Regions from separate parts of the Macaca mulatta genome. Here region 1 is linked to region 2. A link is a contact called in public Hi-C data. All regions are on one chromosome and are shown on one strand. The core of a region is the stretch at or near the end of the contact, and the rest is flanking DNA. Distances in the headings are between cores, read along the strand shown.

Region 1 (4,940 bases), core at 557-3,056, 960 kb after region 2:
AAAAAAAAAAAAAAAAAAAAAACAACCATCATTGCCTCTCCAGTGTTCTTACACTAAAGGGGCCATCTGCCTAACTTAATTTAGGAATGCCTGTATTTTCCGTACTGCTTAAATATTCCCAGCTTTGCCACTCCCTGTTTCACACCAACATCCAGTCATCTGGAAGATCTTTCCATTCCTCCATTTCTCTCATAACTAAAACAACTTCAGACTTAACCCTCACTCCCACCGGTAACTCACCCTTAACTCTTCTTGTAGAACTTAAATTTCATGTATTGTTCTCTCCTTCTGTCCCTGACTCACTTCCTAAATCTCTGGTGGATGTTCCCCTGTTGTCCTGTTACACTGTTATTCTGACCTAAACAGAACTGATCACATTGCTTGCTGGGAAGATGCACATGCGATCTCTAGTGTATATAGTAGGTCCTCAATTATTACTGATGACTGGTAAAGCAGCCAAGGTCTTTTGACTATATAAATCGATCTTATTCTACGTTAATAACAATATTAGCACAGGATTCTATTCCCCTGTTGGATATTATTTACATTTGATAATGAATGAACTAATTCTCTTTGACAGCAAAACATGTATTCAGCTTACAGTCGAAAATGCAAGGCAAGGTACACAATAAGACGGATCCAAGCCCTGACCCCTCCGAGCTTTAAGCAGTCAGGTAACTATTTGTTCTGAAAAGTATTAACTGTCCTATTAACGTTAACCTTCACAACACAATGCCTTGTGTTCAACCGGCCTTGGCCTCAAAGCACTTTCCTGGCACATTCCCTAAATTTAAAGAACGGTTTCCATAGAGCTGAGAGGGTCGAGGCAGGGGCAAGTGTAGAGAATGCAAGAAATGGAGACACCCCGGGCAAAAGAACTCTAGACTGCACTCCAACCTTAGCACTTACTAGGCATTCGAGTTCAAGACCTTGACACTTGCACTCGCTGGTGGCGAGCCCCGCCTCCCCATTCCGGCTCCACCTCCCCAACCCAGCCCCGCCTCCCCACCCTGCCTCATCTACCAGACAGGTCCCGTCTCCCCATTCAGGCCCCCGTCTCCTCACTCAGGCCATGCCTCCACATTTAGGACACGCCTCCCCGCCCAGTCCAGTCTCCGAACTAGGGCTTGCTCTAAGCCCTGCTTCCTCGCCCAACCTGGCCTCCCCACTACGGCCTAACCCCAAGCCCTTCTCCTCGTCCGGCCCCGTCTCCACACTACCGCCTGGTCCTCAACTCCACCTCCCCACTCCGACCCCATCTCCTTGACCAGCCCGGCTTTTATGCTCAGGCTCCGCCTCCCCGCCCAGTCTTGCCTCCAAATTCCTGCCTTGTCCCACGCCACGCCTCCACACGGCCCCGCCTCCACGCTCGGCCTGGCCCCAAGCTCTTCCTTCCTGCGGCACCCTGTCTCAGCACTCCGGCCTGGTACCGAGCCCCGCCCCGCCTCCCCAGTCCGGAGCCCGCCTCCAACCCCGCCCTGTCCCCACACCCAGCCTGGCCCCGAGCCCCACCTCCCACCGCGCCCCGCTTTCCACTCTCCCGAGCCCTGCCTCCCACCCCGCCTTCACACGCCCGAGCCCCGCCTACATCCCCGCTCTGTCTCGTCACTCCACCTGGTCCCGAGCCTCCCCTCCTGCCTCCACCCTGCCCCGCCCCGATCATCCCGAGCCCCGCCTTGTCTCCACACTCCGGAGGCACCTCCCTACCCGGCCCCGCCTCCGCGCTCCGGCTGCCAGCCCTCCCTTCCACCCTCTGGCTCCGCCTCCATCTTCACGCTCACGCCAGGCCCTGAGCCCTGCCTCCACGTCTCGGCGCCAACTCCACGTCCTGGCTCCTATCTCTGCCTTGCAGGCTTCCCCCAGCTGCACGCTTGGGCCCGGCTCAGAGCCCTAAGCCCTGCCTCCCGGTCCTGGCCCGGTTTGCCAGAACTGCACCGCGCCTCTCCGCCCAGGCCCAAGCCCCTCCTCCACACCCGAGTCCAAGCCCCGCGTCCCGGATTCGGACCCGCCTGCCTGGGGCGGTGCTGCACCAGGTGCGGGTGTGGCAGGCGTCTCGGAGCGCCAGGTGCAGCTTCCGGGTCAAGATGGTCGCCGCCTGCCGCGCCGTAGCGGGGCCCCTGCCGTGCCGCCGCCTCCGCTGCCTTCCCGCCCGGGTCCCGCTGCTGCGCGTCGCCCTCTGCCTTCTGTGCTGGGCCCCGGCGGCTGTGCGCGCGGTCCCTGAGCTGGGGCTCTGGTTAGAGACAGTCAACGACGTAAGTGGAGTGTCGGGACCGAGGCGTGGCACGTCTCGGGCCCTCAGGGCTGTTGCGGGGCTTCGCTGGACCCCGGGCTTGTTCACCTGGCCTCTGCCGGGTCAGCACCGGGTCCCCTGATACCCTCCCGGAGCCTTTTGTCTGTTACGAGCGGGGAGCCGGGAGCGGCCCCTCCTCCGGCCCGACCTAGGCTGCAGGGAAAAGCCGTCAGAATTGCGCATGGGACGGCCCTCCGGTCCGAGCGCTCGGACTGTTACTGAAGGTCACCATTCCCGACGCCGTGGCCGTCATTTTGCTCTGACATGTTTTGGCTGGATCAGGAATCTCTGCACATCTAGCAGCATCTTTGGGATTCGACTCTTCCTGTCCGGATGCAGCCACAGTGGGCCACACCCCTGAGGCCGCAGGGAGGACTTGCCAGCGCTTCAGTTTCTGCATAAACTTAGCGCGTCTGCCGCTTCCTTTAAAAAAAAAAAAAATTTAAATGAGGAGGAAACGTGCAGTAGTCACCCTCTCTCTCTTTCTCTCTTCTTGAGTTCCTGAATTTCTCTACAGTTCCTATCACAGTTCCGGGTGTGTGTGTGTGTGTGTGTGTGTGTGTGTGTGTGTGTGTGTGTGTGTGTGTGTGTAGGTGGGGCGGGACTAGTTATTAGGGAGTGCTTGAAAGGCGAATCTGGAGGCATGAGTGGGCGGAAACTCTTCTTTCCAAGGCAGGCTATTAGAAAACTTGGCATCCAGTAATTAGAGGAGATGATGTGGGAGAGATACAGGGGCAGAATTATGGAAAGTCTTGCAAAAGAGAGACAGGAAGTCTGGAAGAGGCATTATCTCCGGCTTCTCTGGGGTCAGATGACCAATCCAGCACTGTTTGGGATGGGTATTTTCCACATGCATGGACTTATATTTTGATTTCCTTAACCAGAAAAAGAAAGTAGTTCCAAAGACTACAAATACTTCCCACAACAGCAAAGCTATTCAGAGGAACACGCTGGGTATATTTCTTATACCCAGAAATATACCCAGCGTGTATATTTCATAGGTATATTAAGACCTATTGCGGCCATTTCCTCCAGGATTCTTCTGGATTGGTGACCTAATTTGTGTGCCAGTTATATAGTCTGCACATCTCCATTATTTAATTTCCTGGACGGGAAAAAGTAGAACTCAGGGAACTACTCTCATGGCTTCCTGCTGTGACGATAGTGAATAGTCAATATAACTATATTGGAAGTGACTCAGCCGCATGCGTGTTGTTAGATTACTTGAACATATCTGTATAGATCTTTGCCAAGTGTACTTTGAACATACCTGCAAAGATCTTTGCCAAGTGTACTTCTTCCTGTATGAGGAATAGAAGTTTGCTCCTTGAGTGCTGCATGATCTTTGGGCTCATTTTACTCCTGTGCGACCCTGGGCCACTAGAAGTCTAAAAGCGCTTCTCTCCCGAGAGTGGACTTATTATTTTCCTCATTTCAGGTTGTCAGAAACAGGAAAGGAGAGTGGGGCTTTCTTTCATTTGTACTGCAGATTTATCAAGAAATTTTGTTTCTTTGTTTTTGTTTGTATGTTTGGGACAGAGTCTTGCTCTGTTACCTAGGCTGGAGTGCAGTGGCACAGTCAGAGCTCACTGCAGCCTCAAACTCCTGGGCTCAAGCAGTGCTCTAGCCTCAGCCTCCCGAGTAGCAAGGGCTTGTAGGCACATGCCATACACCCAACTAATTTTTAAATTTTTTGTAGAGGTGGGGGGAGTCTCACTATATTGTCAAGGCTGGTCTTGAACTCCTGACCTCAAGCCATCCTCCTGCCTCAGCCTCCCAAAGTATTGGGATTACAGGCATGAGCCACTACACCTGGCCAAGAAATGGTTCTTTTGAGTGTACAAGGGAGCAAATCATTGAAGCACCACCGTGTGTCATATGTTAGACTGGTCATTGCTGTTGCAAAGATAAGTTTTAGCCATAGCCCCTTCTCCCAAGATGCTCATACAGTAATAGGAATAACAGATTTATGAGTAGATAGTCATATACACTGTGGTATACTTGAGATATTACTGGAGCACCAAGAGGGTCACCTAACCCTGCTTCCTGGAGGAGAGACCTGCCTCAGTCTTGAAAGATGAATAAGTACTACCTTGATGAAGAAGAGGAGGGGAGCAGTGCAGCAGCAGTGCAGGAAATTAGTGGTGTTTCTGCTACATCAAGTTTCTGGCAGGGTTGTTAGAGGGGACTTAGGTCACCACAAGCCTTCCATGCCTGAGCTTGGCCTTGAGCCTGAGGCCAGAAGCCTCAAACTCAAGGACGTGTGTTGGCCAAGGCAAGTCATGTCATTGAGTACAGTGAGCTAGGTTCAGGACTGGAGGGGGTAGTGAGGAATGTTGTGGACTACAGATTGCATGCCCATTCTGAAGAGGGCAAGTGCCATTTGGCTTCAGCTTACTCTATGCATACACTCTTAACAGAGTGGGCACAGAATTGCCACAGCTCTTTGTTTGTTTTTTTTTGTTTGTTTGTTTTTTTTTTTTGAGACGGAGTCTGGCTCTGTTGCCCAGGCTGGAGTGCAGTGGCCGGATCTCAGCTCACTGCAAGCCCCGCCTCCCGGGTTTACGCCATTCTCCTGCCTCAGCCTCCCGAGTAGCTGGGAGTACAGGCGCCCGCCACCTCGCCCGGCTAATTTTTTTTGTATTTTAGT
Region 2 (5,316 bases), core at 1,111-3,610:
GGCGTTCCTTGGCATTGGCGTTAACAGCAGATGGATTTTCCGCAGCAGGCAGGTGGAAGATGGCTAGCATTGGTCCGCCGTCTCACTGTACTGAATTTCAAGAATCATGGCCTACTGCCAGCCAGGTCCGAAGGCGCTAGTCTGGGGAGACTGGAGCAGGTCTCTACTGGTTCACCTGTTCTGAGACTCTTCCTGTTCAGTTGCCTCTGCGCGCCAGAGGGTGGCACCCCAGGCACTCCAGAGGTGGAGAGGTGGGGACGGCAGAGGAGGAAAAGAGAGAGGAGCGGAGGGAAGGACTAGGGAGGGAAGGACCAAGGAGGGAACATTAATAAATTCTCAGACCTTGGTCTCGAGTTCCCGGCTAATTTGGGGGCAAAGCCGCCCCCACGTCCACGCCCACCCCCTTACAGAAAAAGCCTGGGTTTCCACTAGGCTAGGTGTCAGAGTTGGGAATGTCTAAAATAAAAAAGGCTTCCGAGGGTTATTCATGGCCAACAGTTTCCACAGGAGAATCCAAAGGGAAACTAGTTTCCGGGGCCGCTGTGTGTGCGGGTGCTTGGGGGTGGGCGGAAAGCCGCTGGCACTAACGGCTTGTAAGTGTGCCAACATCTGACCTGTCCCATTGTGTCGTGTTTTGCAGTTGCTGGATGTGTGCGACTCGGTGAAGGATGATGCCCTGAGGGTGATCCCCGCCTTTAACATTCCACACACCAACCTCCACGCACCAATCGCCGGAATCTCCAACCCGCGGTTCGCGTGGGCTTTCTACCCTGCACCGCTGCCAGCCGCTGCCACGGGAAGGGGCGCGCTCCCAGCGGCCCAAGCTGGGAGCCAAGCTCTAACGGGTGTGGCGGGAAGTGTGGTGACCCGCCTGCAGCTGCCACGACGCTCGCTCCACTGACGCCCGGAGCTGTGGCCGAGGCCGGGGGGATTTTGGTGGCAAAGCGAAGGTCCCGCCGAGGCTGGCGAGGCGCGCCGCTGGCTGCTAGAAAACAGATCAAGACGGTCGCCTAGTGCGCTGGATCTCTGTGCCCTTTCCCTGAAATCCAGCCTGGCCTGACTGCAACCTCTCCCAACTTCTGTGCCCGATCCCCTAGACAATCAGGGTGGGCTCCCCGCTGCGAGCGCGCCCCACAGCCGGGTGCCGCCAAAGGTCTCCTGCTGTTAGCGGTGACTCACATTCCCAGTGATTTAGAAAAACTGTGGTGCCGAGTGAAAGAAAAAAAAAAAAGCAAACACTCTTAGACAAAAGAAAAAAGCTCCACTCTTTCCGTGAGCGGGCAAAAAGGTTCGGTTCAGCAAGTGATGCTTTTTCAGTGAATCAGACGCTCTGGGGCTCTGTAAGGAAACGCACGGACTGGGAGAAGGAAATGAGAGCCTAGAGTTTTGCTCTCGGCAAAACAAGAACTCGGCATGTCCTTCCAGGCCGGCGGTTTCCGTACAGCAAGACAAGGCGCGGAAAACATTTTTACCATCTGACGCTGTAATCTGTCCTTTAGAAGAGCATAGGTGAAAAGTTTAATAAAGAAATTAAGCGATGTGGAAGTCATTCTCGCTGCTTGCAGACGGCGGGGAGGCGGGCCTGGGCAATTTCGGAACTAGGCGAGACGACGGCACCGCCTGTGGTCCCGGGCAAGGGCCATGGATTTCCCATTTCTCAGATCCCAGCTGCCCGACTTCATTCTTGTTTCTTTCAGTCCAAATCATCCTCCCTTCTCCCTCCCTCCACGTCTCTTGGCACCGCTCTGCCCGCGTCCACTGCGAGGGAGGTGACCTAAAACCCATGGGCCCGTCTCTGCGTTCTCTGCGCTCTGGCCCAGTTCCGGGAGGACCTCCCGACGCCGCGGGAGAAGGCTGCAAGGGCTCGAGGCCCCTGACGCGGCCTGGGTCTCGGGGGACATATGAACCCGCCACCTCTGGCCAGCTTCCTTTTAGTGCCCCAAATAGGAGCACTTAGCCCGTTGCTTCCCCCCGACTCTCTTGTTTTTCAAAGTGTTCACAGGGTCGCGAGAGCGAGCGACGCGGGGGCGGCGAAGCTGCAAGGCTGCAAGGCTGCACAGGAACAGACGACAAGAAATAGGGCTTTCTTCTGCGTGGTTCTTTTCCGGTCCCTGTCTGAGTCGCCCGACCCCGCGGGGAGCGCGGAGCATTGCGGCGTTCGGCTACCTTCAGGCTCTCAGCCCAAACGGCAGGTCGCGTTGCTTCTCCCCAGTTGCGACGCCGGACGGCCGAAGAGCAAAGTTCGCCCGCAGTAGGAACTTCGAGGCCCCGTTAGGACAGATCTCTGGCCTCCGAGTCTACTTAGCCGTGTCCACGCCCGTGCCTTTTCCCTCTTGCAGCGAAATAACTGGGCGGGGCCCGACGCGCGTCCTCCAGCGACTCCGGGAACGCAAGGCCTCCTGCACCTCGCTCAGAATTCACCCGAAAATGCGCTGAGACTTTGGCCTGAGGTTGTGCTGTGTCCCACTGACGTTACAGAAGCGCTTATGAATTTAAAAACTGATCCAAGTGGCCGGACGGCAGGACAGCACCTCCTCACTTGCTGCTCTACGACAAGGCCCCTTCCTTCTCCCCGCTGGCTGCGCTGGTGGGTAGGGTGGTCCCTTTACAGAGTTTTCTTAATCCATCTAGCCTGACCTCACCTTCGGGATGCTCCATTTCCCGATCCACCTCCCACATCCCCGCTGCCGTGATCTAGAAGCCAGGGCTGGGGAACTGAGGCGCGCGAGGAGCAGACAGGAGGGCCGGGGTTGGGGGCACCAGCCACGCGTTGGGAGAGCAGAGCCGGGTGCAGACTCTGAGGACTGGAGAGGCGGCGTGGAGTTTGGTCTCCTGGGAGGCAGAGAGTGTGGTGCCGCCGACTCCAAGGAGGAAAGGGAATGGGTGGGGGGGGGACCGCGCGGGGAGGAGGAACAGGGTATTTTGCGCTCCCACACCGCGTCCCGAACTCAGCCGTTCTGCCTTCACTGGCCTCATCCCGTCCAGGGACAGCTCCTACGAGGTAATCTGCGAGCCCAGCAAATCTTGGGGGTCCTAGCCGAATGTAGTGCGCAACGTTCTCTCACTTGGAGGCCGCCACTCACCTCGGTTTTTTGTGTTTGTTTTTCCTAAAAGGATTTTTTTTTTTCTGAGTGCCTTTTTCATTTCCCTATTTTACCTGCTCTGCTGACATGCCTCCCGCCCTCACCCAGGAGGCGGTGAAGACGCCCACTGGGACCGCGCCTGGCCATTTTCTGGGCACGTCCTGCCCCCACGGGCTCTGTCTCTTAGGGAGACTGGGCGCGGAAGAAAAGCTGGAGAGCCCCTGCGGGGTGGCAGGAGGGGCGTGCCTGAGTCCCGCGAGAGGCTGGGGCGAGGAAGATGCGCAGCCAGCTGATCCGCGTCTCGCCCGGCGCCAGGGACCCTCAGAGCGGGCGAGCTCAAAGACCTCGCCCCGCGCCTTCCCGACGACCGACCCAGTCCCCGCGCCTGCCCCAGAGCGGCTTAGAAACTCAGGGCACAGTGAGGGCGCAGGGCACCTCCTGAGACTTTCCACAGCGGGCCCGGCCAGCGGAGGCTGTGACCGGAGCGCCCCCTCTGTGCCGCGCACGCCGCGGCCGCCACAGGGTTGGGGGAGGTGAGCGGGAGGCCAGGGTACACTTCGGGGTGGGGGATGGGCGCGCACATGGCCGCCAGCAGGCAGAGTCACTCCGGTAAACACGCCAGGGACGGCGGCGCGCGCGGGAGGCAACCCAACGGGGCCACCCCCGCCTTTACCTGTCCGAGCCTGCACGCGCCGGCGGCCTAGGCGCCGAGGAGGCGGAGCTTGCCAGCCCGCGCGCCGGGGCGGGACCTAGCGGGGGCGGGGTCCGCAGTGATTGGGCGCAGGAGCGGGGCCGCCAGCCAGAGCTGGGCTGCAAGGCAGCGCAGGTTTCACTTCGCTCTGCGCCGCCGCCGGGTCTGCAGTTTGTTGGAGGTCTGCGTCCAGCCCGCTGCCGCCGCCGCCGCCGCCACTGCCACCAGTCGATTCTTGCAGTCACCCTGCGAACCCTGCCACACTGCGATCGCATCATCGGGGTATTCGGTTTGCTGAGTTCCCGCCGCCACCGCCTCGGCGCCCTTCCCTTGGCCCTTGTTCCCCCAAATGTCTAACTCTGACTCTCGGACTGAAAAACGCAAGGTAAATACCTCCAAATCCCGCGGTGCGGGCCTGGCACCGATGTAAGACTAGCGCTGGAGCCCGAACGCCACCACCTACTGCCCGCTTCCCGTGCACGTGCGAGCGGAGACGCTAGCATCGGCCCCGCTTGTCGCCGGCGGGAGGTGGGGATCCATGTGGGTCGGGTTCCCTCGGGCAGGTTCTCTTTAGAGAAAGGTCGTTCGCGCGGAGCCTGCGGGCTCTTGGCCAAGTGGCTTGGGCCGGGATGCTTCGCGCGGGCCTGGGGAAGGGTCGCACGTCCGGGGAGGAGGAGAGGCAGCGCGTGCTTTTCGGCACCGGCCTGGGAGCTGAGGACCGGCTCGTAGTACCCGGCTTTGCGCCCAGCCGGAAAGTCTCGCCGCCGGCTCCGGCGCCCCAACGGTAGCGGCCGCGCAGTGAGAGCGTGTTTCGCGTCTTGGTTTTTTTGGGCGCGCGGGCCTGTTGCGGAGGATTTGCGGAACTGCGGTGGTGATTTAACTGACGAGACAGGGCTTTTCCTTTTACTCATTCAGGCCAAGGTTTCGGGGCCGCTGTTGCATTCGGTTTCTCAAGCGTACCTGGGGCCCCTGCTTGCTCTGCAGGAGTCTTGCGGACAGTGCCATCCACACGATCCACTGACAGCGAGAGATCTAGGTCCTCCCCTGACCACCTGGACCGCGCAGGGGACTAGCCGCGGCCAGCAGAACCTGCGCGGTCCCTGGGGCCAGGCTATCTTAGCGGCTCACGCGTGCCCGAGCACACCCGACCCGGTTCGTGGTGCAGGCTAGCGGCGCCGTGCCCTCTGGGACCTGTTGCCCCAGGGTTGGCGCTGCTGGTGGAGGGCCCGACGGACGCCAGGGCGGAGGATGTGGATTTACTCGATGGTCGCGGACGTGCGCGTCCGTGGCCAGGGGTGGCTCTTCGGCTTTGACTCGTGTCTGCGGCGCACCAGGAGAAAGAGAGAGGAAGTTGTTGGAGGAGAATAATTGCCGCAGTCAGGGCGGTGACGGCCGTTGGGGTCTGCCCCCGACGGGCCAAAACAAGGACAAGTGGCGAGAAGGACTGGGCCTGGCGATGGCCCTGCGGGTCCGGGCGCGGCGCAAGCCCTGCTTTGTCTTCAGGTGACTGGCTGTCCAGTGCGGCGTGAGCTGCTAAGGCTT

Evidence for each region. Hi-C and Micro-C count contacts between places; a contact is called where the count stands out from the background.
Region 1: a Hi-C map of fetal cortex germinal zone shows a contact between it and region 2, with 3 times the contacts expected there. The contact joins the promoter of TMEM87B here to the promoter of BCL2L11 in region 2. A contact is called at or near these places in 3 of 14 Hi-C or Micro-C datasets (CD4 T cells, fetal cortex germinal zone and fetal cortical plate).

Annotation. Positions count from the first base shown.
Region 1 is chr13:22,191,787-22,196,726 of T2T-MMU8v2.0, forward strand. TMEM87B (transmembrane protein 87B) reads left to right here and starts at 1,807. Exons shown (of 17, transcript XM_077959008.1): 1 at 1,807-2,252. The coding sequence starts at 2,085.
Region 2 is chr13:21,229,438-21,234,753 of T2T-MMU8v2.0, forward strand. It overlaps BCL2L11 (BCL2 like 11), which reads left to right and starts at 2,361. Exons shown (of 4, transcript XM_077958993.1): 1 at 2,361-2,587. It overlaps LOC144333642 (acyl-coenzyme A oxidase-like protein), which reads left to right. Exons shown (of 6, transcript XM_077958760.1): 5 at 641-781; 6 at 783-981. The coding sequence ends at 842.